Regions from separate parts of the Siniperca chuatsi genome. Here region 1 is linked to region 2. Evidence: chromatin contacts called from public Hi-C data. All regions are on one chromosome and are shown on one strand. Each heading gives the region's core, a stretch centred on a gene start, on an enhancer-like site or on the middle of the called end of the contact. The rest is flanking DNA. Distances are from core to core; before and after follow the strand shown.

Region 1 (5,028 bases), core at 1,124-3,623, 55 kb before region 2:
ATTCATTCATCTACAGATCACTGTACTGTGTATCAGCAAACTAACCAAAAGACTTGGGAGATTTGTTAGTTGATAATGAAAAGGCAGTTCATGGTAGGCTACATGTGGGTGAAACTGACACTAAATGTGTACATGCACTATCTTGAAACCAGCATTATGATACTGGGAGGAATGATTTTGTGGCACACATTTCTTAGAAATGAAACAGGAAGTTGGCAGAAAGCTACGGGGTGAAATTCCTTATGATCAAAGCCTAAAGAAACTGGTCCTGACCACAGATTCTGTAGCACATTGTGAAACAGCTCTGCATATTATGCGTTAAACTTCATTTTGGGATCATTTCATTGAGTTAAACCTTTGCAGGGTGTTAGTCCTGCAGAAATATAGGTTTTGTATGGATGATACATTTTGTTACACTGTTCATGGCATGACCATATTATTGTCGTCATGTGATCTTATCACTATAACTAATGAATGCTAACTAATGAAACTAATGACTTTCTATCAGCAAATAAACAAATAAACAAATTCCTCTATATGTTAAATATAAAGACTTTAGTAGCACTTTTTCCCCTAAGATTGATTGTACCATCAATTTAATACTTTTTATAAATCAACGCTTTTGACGTCTGACGAGATAAAGGACAGCATAAAAAATGCATTTAAGATGGAAAGGATCACATATGTTTTGCATTTCAGAAAAAATGGATTTGGCTTTCACTGTGTCATCTGACCATTTTACAGCAGAACAAAATCCCGCCATTACAGCGATAATCATAGTTGAAAACCATAATGTTAAAGGGCAACATTTGATCACGAGTCGGTGGTCGCAGCCCACTTTTGAAAAAAGAACCTCGCTCCTCGATTCCGTTAACACTCGGAGGAGTAAAGTGAATAGTGTCTCAGCGACTCCAGGACCAAGCTGGGAAGTCTTTGCGTCCATAAGGAGTCTTTTGGTCCAGTCATATTACACCCTGCTGAGGGCAGAGGCCAGTTACTAGGAGAGTTCCTGTGCTTGGTCATAATCTGTGATCAGGACTTTGATATGCGACAGTTTCTGATGGAGGTACTCGCATCGCTTCTTCTCTTCCCGATACCCAGGAAACTTCTGTAAAGAAAAACAAGGGGCACCAGTGAGTTTTCAGTAACGCATATCAAAATCTAGCATGATGGGCCTCATGTAAGAACATTTCCGTATTCATATCATAAACCTCTCTTTGTTTTTTACAGGAGGTTTACTTGAGTGTATAAAATCGGATTCAGCAAACACTCTTAACTGCACAAACATGTTAGAAATTGCTTGTTTCGACCTGAAGAATGACACCTGTAGATAAGTGGCTGCTCATTTGTGAGATTTTGGCCATTATCATAATAGCCCCTGCATATGAGGCAGATTTTTCCAATCCATTTGTGAGCAGATTTCACTAATAAAAATGTGACAAAAACAACTTTAGTTGTGTCAGTAGGCTAGTGATATTAGGGGATTATACAATATTACTACAGCTATCAAAGCCACGTCAGGAATAAAAAAGGAATGGGTTGACATGAAGTTAGATGCCAAATGTCTTGCTAAAGCAAAACAGTCCATGACTAACATATGAGGTCGTCCAGGGGACGGGACATGATAGATGATAATAAATTGGATTGCGGGTGATATTAAACTGCCAGGTGCTTTAACGGAGGATGTTCCCCTGGACAGCAACCTGCACAAAAACCTTGACTGAGGCAGATTTTTCCAAGCAAGAACTGAACTGTATGAATTGTTGTGCCAAAATACTCATGCCAATAAAATCAAAAAGGAACAGTTGTCCAACCTCTCAATGATTTGGAGAGCCATGATGCACATCACACTGACCAGGTGAATAGTATTAATATTTTATTTTAAAGGGTTATTTTTGTTGATTTCAGGAACATATTTAATTACCAAATTCATTCAGATTAAGGCATTATACTTTAAGTCAAATAAGGTGTTTACCCCTGTGGAGAAGGGTACTCTGTATATGACTTGTACGACAGGCCTGGATCACTTAAGTTCTCTTAAATCCCTTATATATGCCACTTAAGAATCAATATGTTCATATGAGTTGTTCTTAAATGAGGCCTAGTGCATAGTACTACATGAAATGAGATACACTTTAAATAATTCTTACTTTCTTGTACTTTCGGTATTTTTGTAGTATTTGGTCCTCCATGAGCTGAAAAGATTACAAAAGAAAGTGTTAGTCTGCAGTGTATCTGATCTGTTCACTGTTTGGTGTTTCATTACAAACAGAGCAGTTAAAGGCTCCTGATCTAGACAGTACCTTGTACTCTTGTGTTCCAGGGGAGAGAGTATTGATCTTTGAGCCCAACTGAACAAACATGTCTGTGATAGCCCCAATCCGGTCATGAAGAGCTCTGTATTCATCATACTCGGCACAGAAGTCGTCCTTATACTGTTGCCGCTGCTCCAGTGCTGTTATGGTGCTGTATTTTCTGAAAAAAAGGAAAACATTAACTTATTGAAATCTGCTGTTTAAAAGCAGAAGTGATCTCTTGAAGCCAAGTCATTTCCCAATCTTTCCAGGAGATGGCACTGCAGAACGGAGTGAGAGGCCTGACACGTCACTGATTTAACAGCATGATGTGTTGACCAGATGTATAAATAAATGTAAGACATAAGATCATTTGTTTGCAAAGTTATTCTTGGTGAAGCTTTGTGACAGCTCATTTAGACATGTGTTTTACTTCCTTCTATTTATGTCAATGTTGTGAAGCTGAACCCAACCCTTTTGGGACGAGTTGGTTTCTTTTCTCAACAGTGGGTTAGACTCCGAAACCTAAACCCCTCAGTGACAGATGTGGACTTATGTGGCCCCTCTGAAGTTGTGACAATTATTTTGGTTTCATTCCTGAATCATAAATCCCTTCTGAATGTGGGATTATAACATATAGCACAGTCAGGGACACAGTGTGTATTTATCTTACATTAAATAGTCCGGCAGTTCCTCTGCTGAGGTTCGATTGACAGGTGTTTTCTCTCCCTCATGGTCTGTAGATAGGAAAAACACACACACACACACACACACACACACACACACACACACACATTGAAAAAAAGGTTAAAACAATCTGCCAATGCAAATGCGATAATGTGCCTATCATATCAAGGCTGGTGGAATCATATATCACGGTCTCAGATAAGCGATCTTATACAAGGAAAACAGTGACGTCAGCAGCAGAGGGCAGAGTGGGAGGCAATGCTGCCTGCTGACTCGCTCGACCGTAGGTCACCCAGCTGTTTCACAGTCAATCATCAACAGACTAGAGGGGGGAGTGACGACTGGAAGGCGGAGAAAGCAGTCCTAACAACACTCACTGCTCTCTCAAATGAAAAAAGATGAATTGCTCCTTGTGGGCTTCCAGCAGCAACTCAGGATTTTTTCCTTTTAGCTAAATGAAAGCTGATAATGTCTTGGCCCGAACAAATAATCTAAAACAGATTTATGACAGCACAATAGGATACACAAAGTGTGACATAACCTTTTATGGACATTTACCTTTGAGATTATCTTGGTTCTGCTTCAGTTCTGGACTGGTCTCAATCCAGTCTGGTTTTAAGCGCTCTCGTTCCTTGTCTTTATGCTTTTTGGACCTCTTCTTTTTATGCTGGCCATTGGTGAACTGTTGGTCAGTGCAGATGGAGGTGTCAGTGTGTGGGGGCTTAGGGCTAGGTGCAGAAGGAGCTGGCTCTGTCCTCTCCAGTTTAGGAATAGTAGTTGAACTGCTGAGTTTGTGCGGCGAGTACAGACGATTTGGGCTCCCCTGGAGATGATTGTTGGTTTTGTCGAACTCCAGTTTGATCTGTACACTAGAATTTCTATGACTAGAGGAGCTACGAGCCCCATTGGTGCTGTAATCTCCATAAGAGGGCGACTGCAGAGGCAAACACTGGTCTAATAGTCTTTGTTTTTTGGGGGTCTGACAGTTGGATGGGTCCGAGGGCAATGGGCGTTTCTAGAGGGGAAAAAAGTGAATACAGTGAATGATTCCTTTTAACTTTTGAATATTAGAGTGCGAATTACTTGATATGAACCAAAAGTACCTGTATCATGTGCATAAATAGATATTTACTTTAAACGAATAGTTTTGGGAAATATGTTAATTTGATTTGATTGATTTTTTATTTTTTTTTGCTAAGCACTAGATGAGAAGATTGACACCACTCTTTTATCTGCACGGTAAATATGAAGCTACAGCCAGCAGCTGCTTAGCTTAGCATAAAGACTGGAAATGAGGAAACAGCCAGCCTTGTGCTGTCCACAGGTAACAACAGCTCACATATTAACACGTTATACTATATCTCGTTTGTATAATTTGTACCAAAACAGAAGTGGGGGTTATGTGGCGAGCAATTTCTTGGCCAGGACCAGTAACTTCATGGAGTCTCTGTTAGTGTTACAACTGATCCTGGCCAAGAAATAGTGCGCAATAGGAGGGGTATCGATCTTCTCATCTCACTCTTGATAAGAATGCAAATAAGCATATTTCCCAAATTGTTTAACTATTCCTTTAATTCCAGTTAGGGCTATATTTAGTCTGAAGCTCCTCAATGTAATTACACAAAGATATAGCCGAAATAATTCCAATAATGTGTATCTGCAATCTATTCTCAGTCAAGAATGTATGAAGTAGGGGGAAATGCAATTCATTCAAGGTGAATAATTACCACAGAGAGATTCTTGGCAGGACTGAGTTGTGAAGGAGAGTCCCCGGGAGTTTTGTGGAATGAATGGTTGGACTGGGGACTCTTCAACTGGCTACTGTGGAGTGGCTGAAGTTTCCTGGAGAAAGATTAAGAACACGGCACCTTCATTTGGACAGTAACTGCAAGGTAAAGGGCATGTAAAGCTAAACAGGAAGAGGCAGTATGTAGGTCATAAAGCCTGCTTTGGCAGATTTATGAGCAAGTGGACAAGCAATTATCATTTATTTTGACACACAGAGAAAAGACAGCGACTGCAGCTTTTCCTCAGAAGAAATAATCAC
Region 2 (5,065 bases), core at 525-3,024:
GGATGAAAAGTTCAATTTCCAATTCAATTTATTTATATAGCGCCAATTCATAACAGAAGTTATCTCATTGCACTTTTCCTATAGAGCAGGTCTAGACCGTACTCTTTGTAATATAATTTACAGAGATACAACAAATGAGCTCCCACCATGAGCAAACATTTGGCGACAGCGGCAAGGAAAAACTTTAAGAGGCAGAAACCTTGGACAGAACCAAACTCAGGGTTGGCGGCCATCCACTGCAGTGGTGTTGGGTAGAGAAAGAGAGAGAGAGATAGAAGAGGGGGGCAGGTAAGAGTATACAGAAGCACAATGCAAATTCCACATATAATTTTTAAATAATAATGTAATGGTAGTGGTAACACTACAGGAGAGGGAAGATGTGGAGTTAGTAACATGCAGTAATGGGATAAAAATGTGCATCATGGGAAGTCCCGGCAGTCTAGGCCTATAGCAGCATAACTAAGGGATGGTTCAGGACTCACCCAAGCCAGCCCTAACTATAAGCTTTATCAAAGAGGAAAGTCTTAAGCCGACTCTTAAATGTGGAGATGGTGTCTGCCTCCCGAACCCAAACTGGGACCTGTTTCCACAGGAGAGGAGCTTGATAACTGAAGGCTCTGGCTCCCGTTCTACTTTTGGAGACTCTAGGAACCACAAGTAACTCTGCATCCTGGGAGCGCAGTGTTCTAGATGGGTAATAAGGTACTAGGAGCTCTGTAAGATACGATGGTGCCTGACCATTAAGAGATTTGTGGGTGAGGACAAGAAATTTCATAGCAATCCATCCAATAGTTGAGACATTTCACTTAAGAACACAAATGTCAACCTCATGGTGGCGCTAGAGGAAAAGTCCTCTGAGGACCATGAATGTCTGTACAAAACTTCATGGCAATCCATCCAATCGCGGTTGAGATATTTCAGTCTGGACAAAAGTGGTGGACGGGCAGACCCGTTGACCGTCATTTCCATCCTTAAAGCCACGATGCTAGTACGGCTAAAAATATATAAACAAACACAACCCAAACTAAATAGTCATTTATGCACCAATTTATGTCAGTTAACACAATGTATGTCTGATTCAGTTCATGAGGAAAAATATACAGTCTATAATTCATATAAATATATTCAGAAAATGCAAAAACATTGTTGAAAAATCATTTGATCAAATCTGAATCTGGAACTTGAACTTTTTCAAACAACATTTGTTGCAAATCATGATGCAAGGGACACAATGAATTTCATTTTCCACCTCACTAAGTTCACAATGTTCACAGTTCCTCTCATCTTCATCCACACGCTTATATCTTACAGCTGCTTGTTTTTATTGCATCTTTGCAGTTACCAGAAAAACATTTTTGGGAAACTGTTAACACCACGTAATCGTGAAGAAAACCCCCTTCGTGTTCAGTATGAAAGTTTAGAGAATATAAAAAGAAAGCTGTTCACACATTAGCCTGAAGAACAGAGATGCCTTGGATCCCAGTGAGCTACTTGTGTTGAAGGCCTGTTCTGTCTTGTTTGTGTGGTTTGTCTAATCTGCCAAATCCTCCACAGAGGGTCTGGCAAACTGCACATTTGGCAGTCTACAGATGTGACCACACTGCTCAGAATTGTCCGGCAAACTTGGTAAAAAAAACAACACATATGAGCTAAATATTGTCGCTCTGAAGCCCAGCGCGCCAAAAGTAGTAAAGTGAAGGTAAGAAAGAGCCAGAGTCACCCTCGCAGCTACAATATGGACTCCACACTGTATAATTAAAGATAACAACTCTGGTGTACTGTTCATCTCAACAAGAAGGAACAATAATCCCACTTTATGAACATTATTTTAGTTTACTGGTTTCGCTCACTGCAGGTGGAGTTTGATTCGGAAGAGTCTATTAAGTGTGAGGAGTAAATTTCCATCTGCTGTTTAAAACCCACTGTTGCCAGTATTACAGTGACCTGACCTATAGGGCACACTGCCACCATCACAAATATGTCTGGTCTTGTCTAGACAAAACGAAAATATCTGCTGCTTTGGTAATTACACCCTTGTCTCAATGCTGGATTAAATACTGTGGAGAAAACTGATTTAGCTGCTCTGTGAGAAAGTTATTGTACTGCAGTCTGTAGATGGACACATAAAACACTTGAAGCACAAACAAGAATTTATGTATTATCTTCTATTATTTTAATACATTTTATAAGTTACAACCTCTAATGGAATGAATCTAATGGAAGTTACAAAATATGATAATAAGTCCTTTGCATGGACATTTGGGATAAAGTTTAAAGTGCATTTTAAAAGCAAAATTAAAAATTTATGATTTGTTGGCTTCTTACACTTTTGGCCTTAGTCATTACATTGTAAGGCTTCTTGTTTCAGACCTCTGCTCTCACCTGCTGGACACTTCTAAAACTGCAACTTCAAATTCTCAAGATAAAAGGTTTCATGTCTCCTTTCTAATATTAGGATGTGTTAAGAAGTTTCCCCCCCCCCCCTCACTTCTCTTTAGGCAATCCACATTGAGTTATCTAAACTCGTCAAAAGGCAATCAGGAGGAAAAGATGCTCAGGATTGGAAAGCTAAACCAGCGGACATGCTTGGAGACAATATCGCACCTTTTCTGATTCCTTCTAAGAAGAAACAGTTTGTAAGCCATAACAGATATATCTCCAATAGGTTTTGTTCTGATAACAGACTGGATTTTGACTGTCTTTGTTGTTGTGTTTTAGGGACTTTCCTGGAAGATTATACTCGGAGCTCTGGTTGTAGCCTTGGGCAGCTTAGTGACGTCAATGATTCTGACTGCAAGAAACTGAAATCATCATCATGTGCAGGTGCAGAGTTTGGTCTCCAGTCCTCTTTAGTCAAGTTCAGTTGAAAAGAGTTTTCTACTGTAAAGACATGAGAATGAGTTTCACATGGTAGAAAAATGTCTCACTGAAAGATGTACAGTATTTATGAGAAAGAGATTTCTGCTGATCGATAAGACAGAAGTTTCTAACAGTCATCTTTCCAGTTATGTCTGTTTTATTTGGAAAAGGGATTACAATTTATGTTTGTCATAAAAAAGGGTCCTGGAAAATATTATGGTATCACAGATATCCAAAAAAAAAAAAAAAAAGAAAAAAAAAAAATAGTGTCCTGGAAGTTTTGTTAAGACTGTAACCAAACTACAAAACGTTAGTAAACAAATAACACTTTCAGCATGAGAAATATTTGATCAGTGCTCCAATAATTGAAGGTGCTGAAAGTGAAATGTAATATTGCTTACACTGATGCTTAATAAAAATGTTTCAAAAAAATTTACTTTGTCAGAAGTTTGTTCTCAAAAAGTATAAAAAAAAAGATTTTTTTTTTCTGTCTGGCAAAACTATTTCCAACTTCTATTTAATTATTTAATCTCTATTGAGGCATCAATCCTTATTTATTTACTTTACTACCAAATAAATACAAAATCTAAGAAAAATATATACATGATTACATTACCTGCATTTATATTTGTGCAATTTTCCAACAATAAAAATCATCATTTTGATCAGAGAATTAACAATTACAAAAATATATTTAAGGCTTGAGAGTTCAATATTTCAAAAGGTTAAAATATGTAAGAAAATGTTCTTGCATGAAAAATTTTGTTCTTCATCACAAAATAAAAATCACTTGGTGTCCTTCATTGCTCCATCGTATCTACTGACATCAGTCACCTACAGTCCACAGCAGGCGTTAAGAGTCTTCTTTGGGTTGGATGAACTCAGTCTGACCTGAGAACCTGACTGCCGCCTCAGTTTGACATTTTTCTTTACTTCTCTGTGGAAAGGGGAAAATAAGTCTAAGTGTTGCCATGGTTTGTGAAGGAAAAACACTTCAAACTCAAGCTCCCTCTCTGTCCTCCTACCTCGCTAGATGAAGCACAGCCTCGACGACGTTGGTTCCCTCTTTGGCACTCGTTTCACAGAACAAGGCGTCGTATGCCTGCAAGCAAAGCAACGACATACCTGACTGCAGTCAGTTTATTTAGACACGTGGGAGGCCGGGCGTATGTACTAACATTTTTCCTTCAGGTGGAATGAAAAATTACACACCTTGGCCAACTTCTCTCCGTGCAAACTGCTCACACAGCTTCCCTGTGGAAGCTGCTCGCGGAGGTCCACTTTGTTTCCAATAACACACATGGGGATTTTCTCTTCCGTTGAATCCTGTATAAAAACAAAGGGCGTTATAAAATATATTGCAGCTTTTTGGCGGGGTCATTCTTTGTCATTCATTCAACATTTGTCAATCAGCATTTCCAGAATAACCTGAATCTGATCAATCCATGCTCTGACGTTAAGGAAGCTGCTTTCTGATGTAACATCGTAGAGGAGCAGGACTCCATGAGCTTTACGGAAATAGGACCTGGCAATACTACGAAACCTACAGTGAAAAGAAATACAACACGATTTTTAGTCTAGTGTATTTTCCATTCTGGAGTCATTATAAAAAGAACATGTTGTTGATACAGTTTTAATTGATAACACCATGTTTTTCCTGTTGCTACACTATGAAAGTCAGTGCAGCACCTCTCCTGTCCAGCTGTGTCCCATATCTGCAGGCTCGTCTTCTCTCCATCCACTAGCATCCTCTTTATTTGGAAATCAACTCCTGCGAACCAAAAAGCAGATTTAATTGTCTGAGATCAAGAATGCGTCAGTGTTTGATTAAATGTAACGCGTTTGCTGTGGCACCCACCCAGCGTCGTCTGAATGTCTCCTCTAAACTCGTTGAGCGTTAGTCTCAGCAGGAAGCTGGACTTTCCGGCTCCTGCGTCTCCAGCTAAAACCAGACGGCACATCGGAGCAGGTTCCTCAGTTTCTGCTATGTCGGCTTCTAAAGGCTTCATAAATGGAACAAAAGATAACAAGGTTACCCAATTTTATGTGGATATGATTTTAGTTTGTGGTATTTATTTTAAAGAAAACAGTAAGCCGTCAGCATTTATATAGTTGAGCGTGATTGTTTATTCTTGACCTTTGAAATACGTAGTTTGCCTAAACTTAAGGCCCACTTCGATCACATCACACAGTCTTTGCCATTATA

The links. A called contact is a pair of places that touch in the nucleus more often than the background predicts.
Region 1: a contact with region 2 is called in a Hi-C map of liver, with 3 times the contacts expected there. The contact joins two enhancer-like sites. A contact is called at or near these places in 2 of 3 Hi-C or Micro-C datasets (liver and skeletal muscle).

The regions. Positions count from the first base shown.
Region 1 is chrLG4:12,604,501-12,609,528 of ASM2008510v1, reverse strand. It overlaps LOC122874374 (RNA polymerase II elongation factor ELL), which reads right to left. Exons shown (of 12, transcript XM_044192117.1): 7 at 4,709-4,823; 8 at 3,540-3,996; 9 at 2,968-3,031; 10 at 2,304-2,475; 11 at 2,151-2,195; 12 at 1-1,108. The coding sequence ends at 998. Among protein-coding and RNA genes, the nearest start is that of LOC122874377, 10 kb to the left of the region's middle. Within about 2 kb of position 2,373, the one cell type or tissue checked has an H3K27ac peak away from gene starts, as active enhancers do. A contact at or near this core is called in liver, where this site is marked.
Region 2 is chrLG4:12,549,215-12,554,279 of ASM2008510v1, reverse strand. It overlaps zgc:162879 (ras and EF-hand domain-containing protein), which reads right to left. Exons shown (of 17, transcript XM_044192115.1): 12 at 4,718-4,862; 13 at 4,549-4,630; 14 at 4,288-4,402; 15 at 4,072-4,185; 16 at 3,885-3,961; 17 at 2,999-3,796. The coding sequence ends at 3,694. It overlaps fkbp16 (FKBP prolyl isomerase 16), which reads left to right. Exons shown (of 8, transcript XM_044192118.1): 8 at 2,499-3,154. The coding sequence ends at 2,867. Among protein-coding and RNA genes, the nearest start is that of zgc:162879, 13 kb to the right of the region's middle. Within about 2 kb of position 1,774, the one cell type or tissue checked has an H3K27ac peak away from gene starts, as active enhancers do. A contact at or near this core is called in liver, where this site is marked.